3 separate regions of the Mus musculus genome follow, and all the other regions are linked to region 2. A link is a contact called in public HiCAR-type and HiChIP or PLAC-seq data. All regions are on one chromosome and are shown on one strand. The core of a region is the stretch at or near the end of the contact, and the rest is flanking DNA. Distances in the headings are between cores, read along the strand shown. Region 1 overlaps Ror1 (receptor tyrosine kinase-like orphan receptor 1). Region 2 overlaps Ror1 (receptor tyrosine kinase-like orphan receptor 1). Region 3 overlaps Ror1 (receptor tyrosine kinase-like orphan receptor 1).

Region 1 (3,265 bases), core at 342-2,841, 250 kb after region 2:
CTGTATATTTGACAAAAGGAAGCGTTCAAAGGCAGGGGGCTGCCTCTGCTCAACAGGCAGAAGTCTCTCACAGCATAGCTGGTCTGCATCTCATAGAAGCTAGCTGGGGAATACCTGGGCTCTGCTTCTGGTGTTAACAATGAAGACGCCTTTTCCTGCCCATCGGGGTCTTATTTTAATAAGGTGGCCGCACCAAGTCAGAAATCATAACCATCTGCTGAAGCCATTAAATGCAGATCCAAAGGCCCCGTGATAAAGTGACCTCTTTATTAGTCACAGAAGGCAGCCACTAGCCAGATTGCTCTGTCACTTAAGTCAGTCCCGAAGCTCTTGCTGATGCCCACTTCAGCACGTAGCCCTCAAATCTTCTCTCCTCCCTAGGATTGATCTCAGACATGAGGGACACAAAACTGGAACTCCAAAGCTGTCCTTTCCATGAGTCCTTACCAATGGTAGGGTGTGAAGACACCCTCTTTTATTTCTCCACATCCCACATGCTAGCTAGCCATGGGACTTTGAACCTGTAGTTAAAGTTGGTATGAGTGAAGGCCTCGGAGGCCTATGAGAAACTGCAAAGGGATGCAGAAACAGAACCTGGGCCGCTGTAGATTAGTGGTTTAGTTAACATGGTCCCTTGACTGCTGGAATTCACATATTAGAACTTGAATTACCAAGCTACTAAAGGATGGTAGTGCCTTTCAACTGATATAGGATTGTCTAAACCTAGCCTCATAGGGAAGACAAGTTTTTTTAACTGTACTGTCAGGTACATGAACTCTCACACATGCTACTAAGAGAGTGGAAAGAAAAGCATGGTTTCTCCCCTTCCCCTGAGAGGGGTAAAGTCCCCAAGTCCTGTCCCCACTGCAAAGTTAAAACCACTCAAAAGGCATAAGCGAAAATCCAGACCATCCACCCTAGCGCCTCACTCCATTCCTTCCCATTTCCTTCCCTCTCAGGGCTTACTGCTACCTGCTCCAGAGGAGGTAGACATCACTGGTTAAGTAGCAGTCACGCAGGGCAGTGAGGACAAAGAGGATATTAGCAGAGGGTTTGACCAGAGGCAGTAGGAAGCTAGCTTGGACAGGATAGTGGGAATTTTCCATAGTGTCCAGGAGAATCTACAGATCCACCCTAGTAACTGATGTCACCCTCCTTGGGCTGTAGGCAGGACATTAGAGAAGAGTCACTCACAAGATGCTGTGCTGCTTGAGTGTGTGTGTGTAGGCATCGATTCTTGCCTTGGTGAATGGGAGAACAAGGCTATGTATCACTGTCTCAAGTCCCTGGAAGTCTTAACATCCTAAAACCTTAAATTATGTCCTTTATCTGTTTCCATGCTTCCCTCAAGTTTCAAAGTAGAGCAGCTGATTTTAAGGTCCTTTTCAAGAGTGAAGCCCTGGATTCGACTGATGAGTCCAGGTCTGAAGTAAGGATTACCCCAGTAATCTCAGGGGCTGTTTCTTTGCCAAGTAATGGTAGGAATGCGCTTCGGTTGAGTGCCCCCGCCCCAGCTACCCTGCATCTGGCTGGGGAGCACACTGCTACTTCTATCTGCCTGCTTGCCAACACAGACATCTCAGACAAAGGCAGGCTGATGAACAGCATCTTTAATGACATTAAATCCTGGGAAGGGTTATCAAGAACAGTACACAAAGAACAGACTCGTGGCCTTGAGAGCAAGCCAGAGAGAGAAAGAGAGAAAGCTAGACACTATGCAGGTGGCTGGGAGGAAAACCCCCAACATGAATTACAGAGGGAAGGTGCACTGGCTTAGTTGAAATAAGCCTGATGCTGAGGGAGGGGAGTTGAGCACAGATGTGAGGGATTGGTCACCTCATCACCAAGAGAAAGCAAAGCCTGGGACAACTTCTCTCGGTTCATGGCCCCCTCCCACTCCATTCGCTTCCTTGCTCTTTGTTATTGCTCTCCCTCCCCCTCTCCACCCCATACCCCCCCCCACACACACACAAAGCATATGCTGGTACAGGGAGTGGGCTTTGAAACACTCTGAAGAATGGCATAGGACAGAAAGCTAATACAATACAACCTCAGAAACCAGTATTCTAGAAGGGTCTAGGAGGCTAGGGAAGCCATATGGAGTGGGATGGCAATTCTCACACAGCAGAGGGGGTTGGACATAATGACTAAGTTTAGGTCCCAGAACTTTGTGATCTTTTATAAATCACACGTCTAGACCTAATCCCTTCCCCTGCGGGATGGTGATAAACATCCCATCGTCGGTTTGTAAGGGTATAAAATAAGCACACATTTTGAGCAGACCTCAGTTTTACATGAGACAAAATGAAAACTCAGTATGAAGGTCATACTAGGCGATCAGAACACCAGTGTCAATCTAGAAAGAGGAATAAATTAAGAATGGCAGAGAGGGGTTGGAGTATCCAATGGTAGAGTGCTTGCCCGGGATGAGGGGAAAAGACCCTAGCTTCCATCCCATACTAAGTGGGGGAGAGACCAGACAACAAGGAAAACATGTGGGCTAAAGGAGAAAGAGGCACACAGCAAGGAATTCATTCGTTCGCATCATTTCTAACAAGCATTAGTACTAAGAAGAAAGCAGCAGATTGAACTACAGAACATGGAAGACAGAGTCCAGAAACCATCCCAACCCCTGTATACAGGTTGCTAGCGTTGGGTCACAGCTAAAACAGAGCTGTCTTAGTCTCAATGTGTGCAGTGCTTGAAGAAATGGGATGAGCAGCCGGGACAGGAGAGGCGGAGTCCCGAAGGTCACCTGGCCTCTGACACCAAGACTCGTTCAGAAAGTGTAGATGTTAATATGGAGTCAGTAAGTATGTGTGGACAGCCTTCTCAACTCAAAAGTTCAGGAGAAATACAAATTCCCAAAGAGCCTCTCTCTCCCTCTCCCTCCCTCCCTCCCTCCCTCTCTCCCTCCCTCCCTCCTTCTCTCTCTCTCTTTCCCTCCCTCTCTCCCTCCCTCTCCCTCTCTTTCTCTCTCCCTCCCTCTCTCTCTCCCTCCCTCCCTCTCTCTCTCTCTCTCCCTCTCTCTCTCCCTCTCTCTCCCTTCCTCCCTCCCCCTCTCCCTCTCTCTCTCTCTCTCTCTCTTCCTCCCTCCCTCCCCCCTCTCTCTCTCTCTCTCTCTCTCTCTCTCTCTCTCTCTCTCTCTCACACACACACACACACACATACATTAGACATGCTCACATAAAACGATAACCTCCAATGTGAGACACCCAGTGAGGCTGTTAAGCTGGGGCAGTGGTTTTTCTCAACCCTTGAGAAC
Region 2 (3,315 bases), core at 670-3,169:
GTATCATTTGCTTCGTTTCATCGTGCCTTGAATACTGTCTATTCCATCTTTGGAAAATGACGCGATACACCAGAAGACCACAGTTCAGTTGTCCCAGTGTGCATCTCCATATCTTGGGGTCTGTTAGCCTAACCTCACACTGCACAGGGCATTGTCCCAGTATGTGTTGTGGGATCTCAGGGTCTGTTAGCCAAATCTTACACTGCAGGGCATCTATCCCAGAAGTGCACCAGCCCTGTAGGCCCCCCAAGAGGCTGGTTACATTGTTTCACAAACTGAGTTCCTTGGGACCATTAATCCCACAGTTTATCAAGGGCTTCTGAGAAGGGCCACAGAGGCTAACAAGTCTGGGAAACGTTGGGTCAAAAAGAATGAAATGAGTTTTCCAAAAACAAAATGGAACTATAATACTTTCCAGCAAGCTGATACCCATGGAACATGTGCAAGAGAGGGCTATTATACATTGTTTACCAAATATTTATATCAGAATGCCATTTATTTAATGTGTATCCTTATTTTAAAGTGTGTCCAAACGCTCTTATACTGGGTAGAAACCCTGGGCTCAGTGGCCCCTCTCTGTCCAGCCTGTGTCTACTCTTGTTTTCAACCTCCACCCCCGCAGCCCCCCACCCCTGAGGGCTTCAGCAAAAGCCACTCCACTTCCTGTCCATGTTTTGGTTCAACAGTTCCCCTCAGCTGCTTCTCAGTTCTGTCAAGTTGCTCAGAGAACAGAGTTTCTGGCCCTTTCTCTCTCCCATATTTCTGTCCTGGATTGGTCCATATGTCTCCTAAAATCTTCAAGTCAAAGTGGTGCATGATGGCCTGCCCCTCCCCCCAGTCTTGTTAGGAAGTGTTTCACTTTGGGGCTCATGGAGAACAGCAAGTCTCTTGATGTTGTCTCTGTAACAACAGCTCTGGGATCAATGTTCTAGTCCTTGTTTGTTCTAGTCTACACCATGCTGCCTCCAAACGCAAGCTCTGTGAGGGTAGAGACACACCTGGCTCCTTCACGCCCTCATAGTCCCGAGTGTCCAGTCTGGTCCCAGGGTACCGAAAGCACTCAGGAATATTTATTGAGTGTTTGCACGAATGTGAGACTTCTCGAAGCTTCCTTTTCCTCCAAGGCTAACCTCTAATAAATTATTTTAATGTAAATTCCAGAGCACAGAGATCACATCTTATGCCTCTTTATGGTCCCACTCCCAACCCTAAGCTTAGCCTAATTCTCTGTCAGGAAAGAAGCCCAGAAAAACTCCTGGCAAGAAAAAAAAATAGTTAAGGAAGGCTAAGTATCACTTCTTTGATGTTACCTACCTGTGATCTGATTTTCTATTTCCCCCTGCATATGCAAAGACTCCATATACACAGTGCGGTTGCCAATAAATCGTGCACATGCAATGCCTCGGTACGGCTGACAGAATCCATCTTCTTCATACTCATCTCTAAAAACAAAGCACAATGATTCTTAGAACAGAACTACCCTCACACACTACTCACTCTGGCTTTGCAATGCTCTAAATGGTCACAAGGGGGCGCAGTTGGGCACCATATAATGAAGACTACATTTACAGACTTTTTTTTTTTTTTTTTATAAATTCAGTTTTCAAACATCCCTTAAAACATCTGTTGGTCACGTTGGTCAAGTTTCCTACACCCCCAGAAAATCATCCTGAAGCGCAAAAATCATCCTTAAATATGGGAAAGAACTTTTATTTTTGCAGCTGGTGGTGTGCTGGAAGATGATGTAGCCCTGTGAGGGAAGAGGAAGCAAGCTGGAAATCTGGGCACATGCGCTACAGTTTTGTTTTGTTTTGTTTTTCTAAGTGCAGATTATTTCTGCTCCATTTGCTACAAAGGCGTGCGCACATTAGCCACAAGATCCACACCAACTGACATGTCAATTAGGAGATCCACAGGGTAGGAAGCTAGTATGGCTAGGAGGGAGGATGGGAGGGTTTCCTGGCTCCTCACTGGGTACAACTTGTCCTGTCTATCTTCAAGAAGCCAGAGCAAGCCACAGACCAAAAGACTGGAGACCAGCCACTCCAAAGAACTCCGAAGCAAGCATCAACAGACACTTTACCTCTCTCTGACCGTTAAAACTTTAAAAAAAAAAAAGGCCATAAGATTTTTGCTACTTTTAAATTAAAATAATAAGTGAACAAGGGAAGTGATTTTATCTTGAAGACAGGGGACGCCAGGCAATGACAAGAAAGCTGTAGTGCCACAAGTCATAGGACAGGAGACCAGGATCCAAGACGGACATCCCACTCCTCAATGGGGATGCACAAGACACAGGGCAGAGCCAGAGGGTAGAACAACAGATGTAGGCTCCCCTGAAGACTGCCTGCTACATCTGTGAGTTCACCTTTACCCCAGTTCTTCCCCTCTGGCTGATGTCAACACCCGTCTCCACGTATCACCCATTTGCCTTTCTTGACTTCTAAGTTAGAAGACAGGGTACCAAAATATTCTTCTTGTGCTCTCTAGGCAGGCTGGCCAAGACCTGTGCATCATGGTCCTTTGCCTTTAAAACAGGCTATAACTGGCCTCTTTGCCCTATAGGTATAAGCTATATGACCCCATCAAATAATATAAAAGCTTATTATTTGTTTGTGTGTTAATTTAGCAGTGCTGGAGATGGAACTAGGGCCTCATACAAGCCAAATGAGTACTTGCCACTGAGCTATGACCCCAGACACATTGATTTTGTTTATGACTGGTCTTTATATGTTGTCCAACCTCACTTTGAAGGTGTACTAGTTCTACCACAGTCTCTCAAGTGGCTGGGAGCTACCATGACTGGCTGCTAGAGAAGTCCCTTGAGACTGCAGAGATAGCACATAGCTGTCACTAATGTATTTATGGCAAACTTAGAGGACACTCATTCAAAAGGAAGACATTTGCTAAGTGCTTAATTTTTCTTTTCTGTTTGTTTCTCTTTCCTTCCTTCTCTCTCTTCCTTCCTTCCTTCCTTCCTTCCTTCCTTCCTTCCTTCCTTCCTTCCTTCCTTCCTTCCTTCCTTCCTTCCTTCCTTTCCTTCTCTCTCTCTTCCTTCCTTTTTTTCCTTCACTCTCTCTTTCTTCCTTCTTTCTTCCTCCCCCCCCCCCCCACTCTCTCTCTTTCACTATGGCCATGAGCAGAGCTATGTAGCTAGGTTTTGCTACCTACAGGTTTCCTATTCCTATGAGACTAGCAGGCTGAGGGTAGCCGCCAAAGGAGTGAAAAGCCATGAGACAGGATTCTCATTTTCTGCAGCTTCCTACACCAAGTCCCTAGACTTGAAGATGAAGATGAACTGAACGTCTTAGGTTC
Region 3 (3,374 bases), core at 121-2,620, 230 kb after region 2:
TGTGAGAAGTGAGCTCACTTTTTCAGGTATATGTAGAGACTAGAAATTCACATGAGAGTTTCTTCCTCAGTTGCTCTGCACTTTATTTTTTTTTAGACAAGGTCTCTTATGGAGCACCGAGCTCTTCATTCTGTCAGACCTCCATGTCTCTGGGTCTCCATGGGCAGATGCTGGTGTACTGTCTATTCTAACAGAGAAGGGAGAGAGTAATATTGTAGTGTCACTGATGCCACAGTGCCTGACCAGATGGTGGCTTGAGGTTGTATCTAAGCAAGGTCAGGAATCAGGTGAACAGGAGCAAGAGATGGAATCAAATAGAGCAAAGAGCCAAAGAGCTCACTAGAGACATGCCCCAAAAGCCCTGGGTGTCCTATGATGACAGCCAGGCTCTCAATAGGGAGACAGTTGCTATCCCAGAGAAGAGCCCAGTTTCACCCTGGGCATCTGAGCACCACACTAAAGATGCCTGGTTTTGTCTTCCTATGAAACTCACCAGGTCATTGAGGAACTTACTTTGATGGCACACAGGAAGTGTCCTGGGCATCATCCATTTATTGGTTTTCTTCGAAAATGTCTTCCTAAGTTGTTTCTCCTGAACAAAGAGCTGATCAGTTTTTGGGTTTATATGTGAAGCCTAAATGTCCCCTAAAAACTGTCTTCAATAGAAATCACAAAGGAAAATACAGGGGTTGCCTATATTCTGCTGTATGCAGCGATGTGATTTCCAAGTCCTCTACCAGGCTCTGAGCTACTGATGTCTTACCCAACTGTGGAGTGTCTTCCCTCCTTTTATCGCCCCTTCTAGGGCCAGTCCTTTCAGCACACCTTCATACACAAAGGAGGAATAGGCATTACAGGTTAAAATATGCTATCCTGTTACCCTGTGCTATATTTTACACAGGTACCTTCATATCAGTGCATCACTGCATCACACAGATGAGGGAACCAAGTAAGCTATCTGCCTCATCAAGCATTATCTCAAACTATGCAGGTCTCAAGCCAAAGGACATTTTTAATCGCTATGGCTTTCCACCCAGAATTCTCCCACTGTGCACCCTGGGTAATTCTTTCAAGTCAGGGCAAAGCTACTACCTCTTTGAGATTCGATGGCTGAATGCAGACAAAACTGCCAGTTGCTTCACTTTCCCCGACATCTAAAGGGAAATCACCTGCCTCACATCTGCACTGAGAGAGAACCGGGCATCTGGGATAGAAAAGTGAACGCTAATCCCTTCCCAGCCCAGATTTTCTAAGAAGATCTTTCAAAGGTGAAAAATAAACAGACTTTTTTTTGTTGCAGGAAAGCCATTGCTCACTAAGCCGGGCCTGGCTGTTCACTTTCTGCTGGCAGCCTTTCTGACAATGACAAGCAGCCAAAATTCTTGCTGGATGAGCGTTTCAATCTTCACTCATTGAGCCTTGGGCTGTCAGCATGACCTCATATTGGTCCAACCAACCTAAGTCACAGCCTCAGCACTTCAGAAAGTGTAATGAAAGGGGTCAGGGGAGACAAGCACATGTGTGCATGTGCACACACATGCATGGACACATGTATGTACGCACAGCCCTATGGGCAGACATACTCTTTCATGGAACAGTTTCCAATTTGTTTCCCAGTAGCCCTGCAGCATCTACATATACACCAAAACTGGTTCTCACATTCACGCTATCTCTTAAATACAGGAAAAAGGGAATTGAGGAAAATTCCCAGTCTGAGTAGTGGTGGTGCATTCCTTCAGTGCCAGCACTTGGGAGGCAACAAGCAGGAGAATCTCTGAATTCAAAGCCAGCCTGGTTTATAGAGTGAGTTCTAGGCCAACCTGGACTACTTAGTGAGGCACTGTCTTGAAAAAAAAAAAAAAGAAAAAAGAAAAAGAAAAGAAAGAGAGGGAGAGACAGAAGGAGGAGGAGGAGGAGGGGGAGGGGGAGAGGAGAGGGGAAGAGAGGAGAGGAGAGGGGAGGGGAGGGGAGGAGAGGAGAGAAGAATAGAGGGGAGGGGAGGGGAGGGGAGGGGAGGGGAGGGGAGGGGAGGGGAGGGGAGGGGAGGGGAGGGGAGGGGAGGGGAGGGGAGGGGAGGGGAGGGGAGGGGAGGGGAGGGGAGGGGAGGGGAGGGGAGAGGAGAGGAGAGGAGAGGAGAGGAGAGGAGAGGAGAGGAGAGAAGAGAAGAGAAGAGAAGAGAAGAGAAGAGAAGAGAAGAGAAGAGAAGAGAAGAGAAGAGAAGAGAAGAGAAGAGAAGAGAAGAGAAAATTCCTCTTCTATGTGATCTTTTTCTCTGTAGGTAGCCAGCTGGAGATAGTGAGAGAGAAGAGGGAGCAGAAATGTTAGAAATCAGAGTTGATGAATTGCAAACGTGTGTAAGTAATACACAGGGTAGGAAGGAATGAAAAATGAAATTTTTCTGTGAAAATAATGCACATGTCCCAGGAAAATCAGCCACACATTTTTTATGAATCAACGGACTAGTGTTCTCTTTCTGTGGGTGCCAAGTGGCATTCCTCAGTAACAGTTGTATGTCTCAAGAGGTGTAAGCCACTTCACTCCTTCTTATTAGAAACATTCAAAACAAGGCAAGGGGTTTGAAACCCATAAAATTTATGGAATTCTAGGCACACCAAAGACAGAATGGGGTAGGAACTCCTCTGTCTAACTGGTTTTAATTTATATTCACTTTAGCAGTTTAACCTACCTTTAAAATCCAACCAGGATTTGAAAACATTAATAACTACAAACCATTTTTTAAAAAATAGTCTAAAGTCTCTTACTCAAAGCTTTATGGACACAAGAAAAATGAACCCCAGGGTCCCAGGAATATTGGCTGTAACCTTTGCCACTCACCTGATTACATACTAAATTCACAAGCCATTTGAAACACTAGTGGACACCAGCCTAAATATTCCCTTGGAATTCTCAACAGCAATTACTAATGAGAGAAGGGATCATGCAGGCTAATTTGTCCTAAAGCTCAAGTAAACTGGGCTGTGTAAAGACTACATCTTTCCAAACTCGGCAAAACACCACGACTTACTTGCAAGTGCAGTGTGAAGTAACATGGGAAAACATCACTCTTCTACTAAACACTAACACCCAAAGGGAAGGCCCGATTTAAATATTTACTCTCCCAGTTTAGCAGTGAATATCCACATGGCATATCCAAGTAGAGTTTAAAAAGAAATAAAGATGCAAGAACAACCATGGGTAACATCCGTTCCAGATGCAAGAAACATAAGCCACATCTACTGTCCTCGAGAATCTCACCTAGTGAGGGACCAACACTGTCATGATGTTTGTTTTTACACACGTTCTGTAGGTGAGGTGACAGATGCTTGGAGGTGGGTGAGAACCACACAGGAACAGACACTGTTAGAGTAAGGATT

What was found. HiCAR-type assays count read pairs that join an accessible place to other places. HiChIP or PLAC-seq counts read pairs in DNA pulled down with a chosen protein or histone mark.
Region 1: an H3K27ac HiChIP or PLAC-seq map of stem cell-derived neural progenitor cells shows a contact between it and region 2, with 8 times the contacts expected there. The contact joins two enhancer-like sites. A contact is called at or near these places in 1 of 484 Hi-C or Micro-C datasets (the 3T3-L1 cell line), 2 of 115 datasets of contacts at active chromatin or transcription factors (heart atrium and stem cell-derived neural progenitor cells) and 1 of 9 other capture datasets (embryonic stem cells).
Region 3: a HiCAR-type map of fibro-adipogenic progenitors shows a contact between it and region 2, with 5 times the contacts expected there. The contact joins two enhancer-like sites. A contact is called at or near these places in 4 of 484 Hi-C or Micro-C datasets (embryonic fibroblasts, epidermal suprabasal cells, muscle stem cells and 1 more) and 3 of 115 datasets of contacts at active chromatin or transcription factors (astrocytes, extraembryonic endoderm stem cells and fibro-adipogenic progenitors).

Annotation. Positions count from the first base shown.
Region 1 is chr4:100,153,202-100,156,466 of GRCm38.p6, reverse strand. The region is part of intron 1 of Ror1 (receptor tyrosine kinase-like orphan receptor 1); the gene reads right to left. Gm12701 (a long non-coding RNA gene) reads right to left here. Exons shown (of 2, transcript XR_867957.2): 2 at 3,142-3,265. Among named protein-coding and RNA genes, the nearest start is that of Gm12701, 35 kb to the right of the region's middle. Within about 2 kb of position 1,591, at least 15 of the 459 cell types and tissues checked have an H3K27ac peak or open chromatin away from gene starts, as enhancers often do. A contact at or near this core is called in stem cell-derived neural progenitor cells, where this site is marked.
Region 2 is chr4:100,405,940-100,409,254 of GRCm38.p6, reverse strand. Ror1 (receptor tyrosine kinase-like orphan receptor 1) reads right to left here. Exons shown (of 9, transcript NM_013845.5): 5 at 1,315-1,442. Among named protein-coding and RNA genes, the nearest start is that of Gm35760, 14 kb to the right of the region's middle. Within about 2 kb of position 1,919, at least 28 of the 459 cell types and tissues checked have an H3K27ac peak or open chromatin away from gene starts, as enhancers often do. A contact at or near this core is called in fibro-adipogenic progenitors, muscle stem cells and stem cell-derived neural progenitor cells, where this site is marked.
Region 3 is chr4:100,179,882-100,183,255 of GRCm38.p6, reverse strand. All of the region lies in intron 1 of Ror1 (receptor tyrosine kinase-like orphan receptor 1), which reads right to left. Among named protein-coding and RNA genes, the nearest start is that of Gm12701, 62 kb to the right of the region's middle. Within about 2 kb of position 1,370, at least 25 of the 459 cell types and tissues checked have an H3K27ac peak or open chromatin away from gene starts, as enhancers often do. A contact at or near this core is called in fibro-adipogenic progenitors and muscle stem cells, where this site is marked.